2 separate regions of the Columba livia genome follow, and region 2 is linked to region 1. The links are chromatin contacts, called in public Hi-C maps. All regions are on one chromosome and are shown on one strand. Each heading gives the region's core, a stretch centred on a gene start, on an enhancer-like site or on the middle of the called end of the contact. The rest is flanking DNA. Distances are from core to core; before and after follow the strand shown.

Region 1 (6,218 bases), core at 469-2,968:
CAAGGCTGTTGGTCAAAACAGACTACTGAGCAAAGGACTAGCACAAGAAATGTACTTGCAGCCATGACCACAAATTAATGCAGTTTTTTTAAAATGCCACATCAACAAAAAGGTTGAGAAAGGCATCTGTTTTCACCTGCAGTGTTTAAATGGAATTGTTATAGTTCATTATTAAAATTATCCACCTACTTGAAAGGAGGTTCATTGGTGTGGTGACACAGATGAACTTTTAGTTGTTGATGTTTCCTGAAAGACTTGTTACAGCCTTCAAAGTCGCACTATTTAGGAAATTAAGTTTTCATTAGAGGCCAAATACTGACACCCCAGTCCACATGTGTTTGCTGAAATCCCAATCACAATATTTGAACTCAAACAAATATGGCATAATAACAAGTTGAAGTATTTAATTAGATATGCAAAAAAGAGCTTGTTTAGTCTCCACTTTACAGTACCAAAGGTAATTACTCACCACATATTGCTTTTGCCGATTTTCATGCTTGCGCTTAATGTGCTTCTTTAAGTTTGCCTGTGTTACAAATCTCTGATTGCATCCATCAGCTGTGCACCTGCAAATGAACTGCGTTTTCTTATTATAACTCTCAAGCAGTTGTTTGTTTCCTAGGCAGATACACAAATCATTGGGCAAGAGGAATACACAAAGAGTAATCAGAACTCACAACCCAAATATAAAAATTTGCATTACAGACATGAAAAGCCAGAGGGTAAATTACAATCAAAAGCCACTGGAAAAAACATTGGAAGAGAATTTTAACAAAGCATGTAGGAATTCCTAGCTTCTAATCCGTGACATGCAGCCACTAAGGGCTTAGTAATAGGAGATAACTGCCCTTCTGCCTTTTAATTCTATATTCTAGGGAGAGATCTGTGCATTCCTTTACTCATCTGCTGCGGATCACAGCCAGACAGGAGGTTTTAGGCTGAGGAGGTTCCACATCTCACCCTGTGCACACCGTTAGGGGTACTCAGGGTGGCAAAGCTAGGCATGCATGCTCTGTACCCCCCTCACCCCCAAGTGCTAACTGCCCTTCAGTTCCATAAGGACAAGCATAACCCATTTCAAGAAGTAAAAAATTTGGCCTTACTTGACCGGCTTCTCCCCAGTGTGCGTGAGAAGGTGTCGGGCCCGGTGGAACTCTCTGATGAAACTCTTACCGCAGCCATCGTAACCGCAGACATAGGGCCTCTGACAGAGAGAGGGATGCTCACAGACCAGACCCGCCCTGGGGAGCTCGGCTGATCCCAGGGGCCGCCCGCGGCAGGACCCCCGGCGCCGGGACTTCAGACACGGCCCAGCCAGCGCCTCCGCGTTCTGGGTACCCCAAGATGAGCAGCGGGCTGCCCCAGCCCCGCGAGGGGCCGGCTCAGGCCGCCACCCCGGCACGGCGCCCCGCACCTCAGTCCCACAAAACCTCACGGCGGGGCCCGAGCGGGAACCCCGCGCCGCTGCTCCCGCGGCCCAGCAGCGGCCAACCCGGCTCACCTGGCCCGTGTGCCGGCAGAGGTGCACGTCCAGCCGCCAGGCCTTGTTGAACGTGGCGTCGCAGTCGGGGAAGGAGCAGATGAAGCGGTTGGTGGGAAGCGCGTTCCCGCCAGAGCCCTCCTGCGCGCTGCCGGCCGCCCGCTCCCCGGCCATGCGGGAGGACACGTGACCGCCTGCGAGCGGGAAATGTCCCCTCCCGCCTCCCGTCCCGCCGCCGCCGCTGGGGTGGGATCGGCGCATGCGCGGTGTGGCGGGGTTGGCGGGGCAGTGGGACGGGGGGAGATGTCACCGTCCCGTGTGCCCGCCAGTTGGCGAGGCCGCGGCTGCGGTTGCCCAGCGTGGCACGGCGGTCGTGATCCTGCCTGGCCCGCTGAGGGGCCGTGACGGGTGCGCTGGGCCGCCTCCTCCCCACCGGAGAGCTCTGTCCCGGTCCGTGGTGCCGCCTCCGTTGCCTGGCCGTTTGCAGCCCTGGCTGAGGTGTCTGTGAGGTGCAGGATGTCACCCTGTCACCCCGGCAGAAATGTGCCACTGAGGGGGAAAAAGGCATACTACATGATGGGAGATGCATATTTCCCTAACACAGTCCTTAAAACGACATGTTGGGGTTTTTTGGCAAGTGGTCCTGCCTGGTTCCCACCAAGAAGGCGGTCTGTCTCATGCTGTTCTGTACGTCAGAGACAAAGTTGTCACTTGACACCAGACTTGAAGTCCCAGGACACAGACCAGCTCAGGTTGTAAGGGACCTCGAAAGATCGTCTGATCCAACCTTTCATGGAAAAGGGAGCCTAGATGAGATTGCCTACTCTCCGTTCAGCTGCGTCTTGAAAAATGTCAATGCAGAGGAGAGGATAGAAAAGACTCTTCCTCTTAAGGATTTTCATCCAGTGGGATTGGTATAAACAGAAATGAAAGAAGATCAGAATGTGAAAAGCAATCAAGGGCCAGCCCCAGAGCGCTGGCTGCTTTCCTTGTTAGGATGATTGTGGATGAGAAGAGCAGGGGCTGGGAGAAGGGCCCTGGTGGTTGTTCACATGGAGAAGAATCACCCCAGCCAACTGCAAGTGCTTCCTGCGTCTAGTGTATTGCTGCTCTGATCTCCTCTGCTGTTTCCCCCAGCTCCAGCCCAAGTGCAAGGTCATATGGACCCCAACCCCCCAGCCCTCTTCCTCCTCTCAACACCAGCTTTATTATTTCCTTTATCAGAGCATAGGCTCTTCATCTTTTCCTAAATCAGAAGCTTGTCCCACAGCTAAGGCAGAGCAGATAAAGCATGTGTGAATTATGCAAACTGGATGCCAGAGGTGAACTGCAGTTAGGATAATGTTTCCTTGATCTCTCTGTTTACAGAATTATAGCTGGCTTGTAATGGTGCCAGTGTCCTCAGGAGCCCTTTCTAGGGATTTCTGGGAACCACAGAAACATGTTAGGAAGAGGGTGGAGTTAATCAGTTGGGCTTTCCTGCTGCTATATTCAGCCTCGCAAGCCGCTTCCAACAGATGTTTCTGCTTTTAGGCCACAAGGAACTTTATTGACTGGCTTTCCCTGTATTCAAGAAGCACAAAAAGCTATCAAAGACTTGTTTTCCATTGAGAGCCTTTTCTTCTCAGGTGATGTTTTTCTGTCTTGAGCATAGTGGATTTTAATTAATCTCTCAATAGACTAGTCCCCCAAGAGAAGACATAGCGGATGCCTACCTTACCTGATTATCTCTCCTGTCTGCGAGAGGGATGGGCTGGAAGCGATGGGGAAGTTGCACAGCAGAGCTGTGCAGAGCAGCGCCCAGAACCCTCCGCTCCCCATCAACCCTCCCATCAGCTATCTTGACCTGCCTGTTTTGAATAAAATCTCCTGCATGTCACACAAGCCAAATTAGAACCAAGTCCCAGGTGTTCCTTACACAGTCAGTTGATATCACTGCCTGGGTCCTTTGTCTCTACCTGTCTCCCATGGCTGGTATGAAAAGAAGGGAAAAACCCAACTGTGTGAGCTGGCTCCCCACAAGCTCTCTCTGAGTTGGATGAGGGAAAGGAGGGCTTGGGCACAGCCCCTACATGGACTGTGGGGTGTTGAGCAGCCCTCTTCTGGAAAACACCTCCTCCCTGCCCTAGTCCTGCCCCTGTCTTGCTGTGTTCACCCTGAAGGATTTACCTCTTCAAGCATTCAGCTCACCCAGTCCTTAGACAGGATCAGACAAGACCAGGTTAAAACAAAATGGCCCAAATCCTGCATTTCACCACCATCGTCCTCTGAAGTGAGCAAAGTTACTCCTCTGTCTCCTGGCACAACTCTGAGAAGGAGCTGCCTGCCCAAGGGATGTTGTTGGGGTTATCAGTCCTCCCTGACACACGACACAGCCAGTTTTCAGATGGGGCAGAACACCCACCATTATGTCTGCTCTGCAAATGGTGCCTTTTCTAATCAGTCGCAACTATTTGTGCTCTCAGCACCGGCCTCTCAAGGCATCGCATTACATGGGTCAGTAAGGACAGCAGTTATCTGACCAAAACTGCAGGTGCAAAATTATGCCTGCAGCTACCTGTGACCATAAAAACAAGGCACCCTGTGAAGGCGGGTTGCAACAGAAGCTGCCACACAGGAGCTGTAGGAGTCCTTCCTCTCCTGGCAAGGCCCTGCAGGGAACTTCTGTGGCACGTAGTCTCTTCACCTGGAAGAAGGAGAAACGCAATTTCACCTGTCCTCTCCTGTCAGTGGTGGCTCGAAGGGATGGTTATTGTAGTGAACCATAACATTACTATAATAATTGCTGTTTCATCAGACAGAATTATTAATCTGTCAGAAACGTGTTAGACAGCAACACTTGCCTCAAGTGCCTGTTAATAATGTAAATAAGTAGATTTGCTTGCTTTTCCACCATGGTCACTAGTGTCTTGTATTATTTGTGCAGCCGAAAGCTGTGATCCTGAAAATACCCCTGTGAGCAGTTGTTATTACAAGGGTTGTGTCCTCAGAGCACAGAGGCTACAGGTGTGAGTAAGAGATGCTGGACTACTTCTCCAGGGCCTGATTCAAATCCTTTTGAAATCAGTAGAGAGATGCTCCCAGTCGTTCATGGCTTTGGATTATATCCTCAGATAGTAACTTTTTCCAGGCAGGAATTTTGCTTTGAATGTCTCTCAAATACGCTTGAGAGTTCTGGCAGCTGATAAAATACTCAGCCATAAGCCAATACAGCCAGTGGAGCCCCTGACTATATTGTATTCTTTTTCAACATACTGTTTCTTTTCTGGGGAAAGCAACAGTCTGGTATAATTTCTTGTCCAGAGTCAGACCCACAGTAACTTTTTAGTTACTCAGAGACATCCAAAACCTGAAAATATGCGTTTCAGTGTAAGGGTTTGAGGCTGCAGACATCCACAGGGCTTCAACACATGCCCTCTGCCTGCAGCACAGCCAGGGTTTGCCCTCCCATCTGCCTCCCCTGCACTCCCCCTGTGATTGCTCATATACCAGCATCACCTTTTAACACCAACACTCACAGAGCTGCAGACTCTGCTCCAGCATGCAGGACTGTCTGCCTGCTCCAAAATCCCAGGAGAGTGTCCCCCCTGCCAGCATGGGCCAAATAATGGCATGACTTCCCTGCAAAGCCCCTGTTCCCCCTGTTCCCCCATCACCCCAGAACTTCCCACGGGCTGCCTCGCACAGGCTGTGGCAGTGAGCTCCCTGTGCTTGAAGAAGAGCATCTTCCAAAGGTAAACTTGTGTCTTGAAGCTGTAGCCCCCAAGAAGACACAGCACAGAAGCAGGTCCCATGGGGAGAGCATGGGACAGGATGACAGCCATGTCCCTTGGGCAGGGGCCAGGTGACCCCAGGGATGGCTGGTGGTGTACAAGGAGCCTGGAAAGCATCATCCCACCAATATGAGTCATCTCAGGGGTGGGCTGGTAACCAGCCCCTCTTTGCATCCCACCTGAAGAAGCGCAAAGAAGAGGCAGTTCCTGGATCTCCACCAGCCTGCACCTGAGTTAAATGTGCATCAGCCACCCAAATTTGAACCCTTTTTGATTCAGAACTGCGCAGAGGCTGGAGTGCAATGGCTGTTGGAGGAGTCTGAGATGAGGAAAACCCAGAACTCTCCAGGGATCTGTTTCATACAAATCTCAAACCATGCAGTTTCTCACAACTCTATTCATTTTACTCAGAGAAGTTAGCAAGAACATAATGAAAACCATCATCACAACCCAGGTACATTTTTCCAACTCCAGGAGATTCACCTTCCCAGCTGTGGCTGGTGTCCCTGCAAGCACACAGCAGCAGCGCTGCTGCTCATTTGAGGCCAGAAAAAGAAACCCATAAGCGTTTAGTGAAAGCAGATAGAGCCATCTAGTGACAAGAGAAACGCATTCTTCATTTCATGCCGTGAAATACCTTCACAAGTCCCCCAAAGCCTGTGTTGGCCACCAGGACAGGTGGGCCGGAAAGGCACAAAGCAGCTCCTCTCTCAGGGCTGCGCATGGCTGAGGCTTATGAGAGTGACATCGCCAGAGCTTCACATGGTCCTAAGCAAAGCTTTTGGGATCAGGAGTGGCAGTGCCAAGCAAAAAGGCTGCTTGGGTGGTTGACCAGGTTTGGGTTTGTGAAGGGCTGGTGGTGCCTCATGGGCCACACAGGGGGCCAGGTACAGGCAGAGGTGGACCCCAGCCACGTGGTGGGCAGATGGTGCTCTCATGTTTGTTTGGAAGATGGTTTCCCCAAG
Region 2 (5,915 bases), core at 2,286-4,785, 180 kb before region 1:
GCGCTGCCGGGAGGCTGCGAGGCCGAAGCGGGGCTGGCTGAGCCCGGCGGCGGCGCAGGGGGCAGCCTCAGCAGCCGAGTCCGTTCCTCCCCGTGGTAACGGTGGGCACCTGGAGAGGGGATCTGAGCCCAGCCGCCAGCCAGGTCCTTGTATTCACCTATAGTCGTACGTACAGGTGAGTGCAAATGATGTATCTCTCTCCCGTAGGCTTGAGAACATGAAGGGAGTGGTAAAGGGAAGGGAAAGGTGTTCTGTCGAGCCAGACTCCAGCCCGACCTATAGGTCCATGAGAAGGACGGAGAGAGCCCCCGAGACAGGCTACAGGGGACCCCCGCACCCTCTACCTTCAGTGCAGCCCGGCGAAAGGAGAAACCCTCACCATCCGCGTTCGCCAGGGCAGGGGAATCCCGGTCCTGATGCCGGTTACGGCGGAGAGGGACGGAGAGAGGCTGTGGTCCCGGCGCACGCACGCGGACACGGAGCAGCTGCTTTCTACGTGAAGGGAAATAAATAAACCAACAACGAGCTTTTATTTTTACCATCATCATCATCACCATCATTATTATCATTGCCATTTCTCTGCACATAAATAAATAAATAAATATCTCCCGCGGGGGTTGAGGGAGGAGGACGGAACGATACAGCCACAGCTGCGCGCCCGGCAGCGACGAAGTCAAAACCAAACCTGAACAATTTTGGAAAGACAATAAAAAAGTTATATAGATATAATAACCCAAACAGTCCCGACCCTCCCATCCGTCCGCTTTTGGGAACAGCCGAGTAAACGGAGGGAGCCCCGGTACAGCATCCCTTCACCCGTCGTCCCGCAGCATCCGCGCCTGGCTCGGTGCACCGGGAGGTCTGTGAGGACCCTCCCGGGTCCGGGGCTGAGCCTGCAGGGCGACAACTGAGACAGCACTACTGGGGCGCCTTGGGTCCTAGGGAGCTGTTTATTTACAACACGGACACTCACCCCCATGGGCTGGGGGTCTAGAAAGGTCAGAAAAATCCTTCGTAAATTACACAGATTATACAAAACGGTATAAAATCCTTCGGTTGCATGTCAGCACCACAGCAGACCGAACACCCCATCCTGCTTTCACCACAGTTCTTGGGAGGGCAGAGTGCGTGTGCGGGGGGCTAGGGGGTGACTGCGAGGCCTCTGTCGTCCTTCCCCGAGGAGGACGGAGACATGCGCAAGTCCTCGTCATCTTCTGAGCACTTCGTGGTGGAAAGGGACGAGCATTTACAGCTGTGGCCGGCCCCCCCGCCCCGGTGGGAGCTACTTTTGCCTTCTTTCTTGTGCTTGACCCGTCGGTTCTGGAACCAGATCTTCACCTGCTTCTCGGAGAGGTTCAGGTAGGTGGCGATCTCGATTCGCCGCAGCCGGGAGAGGTACATGTTGGAGGCGAACTCCCTCTCCAGCTCTAGGAGCTGCGTGCTGGTGAAGGCGGTGCGCATCCTCTTGCTGCTGGGCAGCTGGCTGGACGTGCTGTCTGTGAAGCGGAACGCACCGTCAGGACCTGCGGGCCCACCGCCACCCGCCCCGCAACGCCGAGCACCCGACAGTCCTCGCTGAGCTCCCCCGCCGCCTGCTCTGCGGGACCGCAACCCTCCAGCCCCGGGGGGACGGTGAACTGGCAAGTGGTTGCTGGCCCGGAGTGCGAGGTCACCGGGTGTCGGGACCGCCTCCCCCCGTTCCCACCGCCTGGGTCGTAGGCTCGGCGGGCAGCAGCGGGGCTTCCCCTGAGCATCCCACGGCGCGCTGGCAGATAGAGGTGCCAGGATTTCTCACCCAGCGTGTGGGCGCAGGGCAGGGATTCCCCGCCCCACGTGCCTTCGGCAGGGTCCTGTCCCTCCCGGGGACCACCATCACGTCCCCAAAGCGACCGCGTTTAGCATGCAGGCCTGCAGACCCTCCCCAGGCATGTCCCCCTTACCCACGGAGATGCAGTGGAACTGCCGGGGGTCGGGCAGCGGGTAGGCGCCCTGGTAGAGCGCCGGTGCGTGCCCGACGCTGACGGTGGAGACGGAGTGCTGCTGGCGGGCCAGGGGCGAGTGGCAGTACTGGGAGCCGAAGGGGGGGAAGGAAGCCTTGATGAGGGGGATGGCGGGCGGCGGCGGGTGCAGCTGGGAGGCGGTGACACAGAGCGGGCAGACGCAGAGCAGCCCGGCCTTGCGAGCGTGGCAGGCGCCGGCCGACAGCCCGGGCAGCGGGTGCGAGGGGTGCACGGCGTAAGGGAAGAGCGGCGGCGGGGGGCTGCTCTCGCCCTTCTTCTCGCCCCCCTCCCGCAGCACCAGCGAGTCCACCAGGAAGGAGCGCGGCATGGCCCCGCGCAGAGCCCGCGCAGCGTCCGCGCAGCACCCGCGCAGCGCCGCTGGCCAGCCCGAGTGGTGCTGAACGGCGCCCGCCCGCCCGCTTTAAATAGCGCCCGCGCCATGTGATGGCGGCGCCGGGGCGCTCAATAGGCTTTCTGTGCCTCTTCTCTTGGCATGCACGCCGCACGCTCCCTCATTATTTCCCTTGTTAACTAAATGAACTGCATAATGTACTCTATTCTTGTCGACCCCACCCACGCCGTAGCAGGCGGCCTCTCCCCTCCTCTCCCTTTGGCGGGGTTATTTTCTCATTCTCTCGCGATTTAATATTCTTTTCTTTCTCTTTATCGCTCTCCTTCTCTTTCAGCCCAGCTTTCAGTCCGCTCCCCCTTGTTTATTTTGCCGCCTGCAGCCGCGGTCTCTGCCGGCGCCAGCTTCCCCTGGCAGTCCCCCGGCACCTTTCCCACCTGTGGCACCAGGTCGGCCCCCCAAGAACCACCGGCCTCTCTCTCTCCCCTCGCCGCCAGGCTGCATCGTCCTGGTTACCGCGTCCGCTGCCGTCCCCAGCCCCGTGTCTTTGTTCCCAGCCCGGTGCCGGGACCCGCTGCTTATCGCTGTCGCCGCCGTCGGGCGAGGGCCCCGGACACCGAGATGTGCCAGCCAGTGCTCTACTGGCCGGTACACCCGCCCGGCCCCGGCGAGGGCGTGGGTGCCTGGGTACGGATAACGGCCACAGAAAGCCCCAAACAGCGCGGGTGTGTTGGTGCGGGTAGAGAAACCCCGACACGCAGATACCGCTCCGTGTCGGCGGTACCCACGGCGAGCGCCTCAGCGGCGGGAGAAGAGGTGCTCGGCACTCTCCGCGTGTCTTTATACCTGTTCCCTCTACCCGGTTTTAGCGGTAACACCCGCCGTCGAGCTCCACGTACCGCAGCTCTGGCCCCGGTCCCGCACCGGCCGCGCCCCGGACCGCCGCGCCCCGCTTAAGTGTTCCTGAGGCTGTGGGGACCGACAGGGAAACGTGTTATTTCTCCCGTCGGATGAGAATTAGCGTAAACACACCGGCAGTGTCTGGATTTGTTAGCACAGCGATCTGCAAAACTTCCAGCGCGGTATAAAGCTAATTTCTGCGCGTTCATCAGAGCTAACGTGCACTGGCGCGGCGGCACGGCGTCCGCCCAGGAGACCTCGGCGTTGGGCTCCCTGGAGCTTTTTGATTTTGCAGGTGAATAAGAAATGCTAACAAATAAGAAAAAAAAATCATTGAGATACGTCTTCCTCCCTGCTCTTCCCGTTTAATATACGGGAAAGAAAAAGACGAACGCACCCGCCGACTCCTGTCAAAATGTGGAGATATTTCTCCCTACAGCAAATCGCCTCAAAAACAGATGGACTTTTCCAAATAAAGAGAAGGAAAAGCCTTGGAATCAGTGTAATCCTGCGTTTCTGGCTTGTGCAGAGGCTGTTCTTTCCTGCAGTCGCATTTCTTACTGAAATCTATGGAAGTTATGCCGAGAGATTGTTGATGCCCGAGCCTAGAATTGTACGTAAGTGCACAAATTAATAGCGAAAAAAACAGAACGAAGGAAAACGAATGCTAGTAAAAACTCAGTCCCACAATGATTTAGAAAGGATTTCCAAGTGCCATTCCCCTGAAAGCGTTAACGTGGTTTGTTTTGGGTTTTTTGTTTGTTTGTTTTGTTTTCTTTTTAGGAACTGGTAATTTAAAGCATTTTCCCCTGAGCTGATGCCCGGGACAGGGCATCTCTTCCCGCTGAGAAGTGGCCAGCCACCGAGGCGGGGGGGATTCAGCCTCAGCCTGAGGGATTCCCGCTGCCCAGGGGCTGAACCCCAGGACTCCGAGCCGCAGGGAGGCAAAGGGTTAACAGCTCCTGAATGCACACCAAGCCCAAAGCTACTGGGAAAGAATATCCCAAAAAATAACCAGTTTTTTTTTCCAGCCGCTGGACCTTATTGAATGTCATTGAAGAAAGTTTTGAATGCCAGATAAAGAGAGGCGAATTAAAGTGTGTGACAGCAGAGGATAAGCAAACACAAAGAGAACTCTGTCACACTTTGGGCAAAATCCGTGGGCTTTTTACCAAGCCTCTTCGCTATGATTGAATTAAGTAATAGGAAAACATTTTCTTTCAGTTTAGAGCCATTAGACAAAAACTTCAAAGCGAATAACACTTTTTAATGTGCAGCCCAACAATGGAATCTGTTTTGTGCTGAAATGTTTAAATGGTTTGTTGTGCAACTGTAGGCTGAAATAACCCAGACTGCAGCAAAATAGCATCCTTCAGGAGGTTTTATGAGCGCTTGAAACTAGCACAGACCTTTAATCCCAGATCTTTAAACTGGCCTCCCCTGTCTTTTTCGCCATTTTTTTTTCTTAGGGGAAATTCGCCTCCTATGTTTGCCATCTCGAAGCGATCGCCACCAAACGAAAACGGCACCGGGCGCGGGGGAAAGACAGCCGCCGAGGGGTACGGGACACAGGGGGCTCGGGGGGACTTGGGGGGCACGGGGGAGCCCTCCCAGGGACAACGGGAGGGCCCCGCCAGGACCTGCCTCTGCCCGCTCTGCCGCACGCTGCCGGGCTGCCCCGGCCCTGCGGGGGGTCGTGCAGGGACTGGGTCCCCGCTACCACCGCGAAGTGCGGGCGCTTGGGCTCCGGAGGGAGAGAAATGTTGGGTGGTAAATGCTACCCCCGCGCCCGGGTCCCCTGCACGCTCTGTCACAGCTCCCGGAGAAGTGGGTAGGGAGAGGGAGGTATTAAGGTGCGCATCAGCTCGGGGGCGCCTTCAGTAAAGGGAGGGTCAGATATCATTGCGGTGAAGAAGGAAAGGGCAAAAGTGTTAGCACTGACAGAGCCCTTGGGGGCTGGGAGGCCGCTATCACTGCTGCCTGCGAGGGGCGAAGGTGTCACACTGCCACTGCCTGGGGACAGCTGCATGGACATTGGCTTTTGGAGGTCCCTCATAATTTTGGGGGACCAGCCGTTGCCTTTTGTGACGAGGCCCTCACTCTCCGGGGATGTTGCCATTAATATCTGGGGGTGGGAGGTGACACACGCCTTCAGTTCCTGAGGAAAGCATGGAGAGGTGCAGTAGTTCAGGGGCAGGGCAAGGTGATGATGGGATCCTGCTGGGATGGGACAGAATCACTGTTTCCAAGGAGAACATGTCCTCAGTAGCTGAGAAGAGTTCACGGTTTGTGGGTAACTATAATATTCTTCAGCCTAGCCCAATAGATTATTTTCTAATGGCAAATAACAAAATGTAAATCAAAGCCATTACTGAACCACAAGGCACACACCGTGTGGTGGATTGCCCAAAGGATGTGTCTTTTTACATTGGATAAGCACACCCAGGAGCAAGCCCATAAAGTACCTGTGCACCCCTTTAATTAACTTGTCCACAGAATGAATCTGAGTTTACTTGAATAACCAGAAACATATTTTTTAAAACATCACTGCTTTATCAGCAAATTTGATTTTTGTGTACTGTACTTTTCTCGTTGGTCTCTTGCTTCATTGAATGGCACTAACGGTATGAACAGATAGCCAAAACTTATTATTTTTGGCTCCTGAC

The links. Hi-C and Micro-C count contacts between places; a contact is called where the count stands out from the background.
Region 2: a Hi-C map of crop shows a contact between it and region 1, with 2.1 times the contacts expected there. The contact joins the promoter of GSX1 here to the promoter of GTF3A in region 1. A contact is called at or near these places in 2 of 2 Hi-C or Micro-C datasets (crop and liver).

What each region holds. Positions count from the first base shown.
Region 1 is chr1:23,069,384-23,075,601 of bColLiv1.pat.W.v2, reverse strand. GTF3A (general transcription factor IIIA) reads right to left here and starts at 1,718. Exons shown (of 9, transcript XM_065050717.1): 1 at 1,502-1,718; 2 at 1,104-1,204; 3 at 470-566; 4 at 190-278. The coding sequence starts at 1,654.
Region 2 is chr1:23,249,787-23,255,701 of bColLiv1.pat.W.v2, reverse strand. It overlaps GSX1 (GS homeobox 1), which reads right to left and starts at 3,535. Exons shown (of 2, transcript XM_021286174.2): 1 at 1,941-3,535; 2 at 528-1,496. The coding sequence starts at 2,328. The coding sequence ends at 1,141.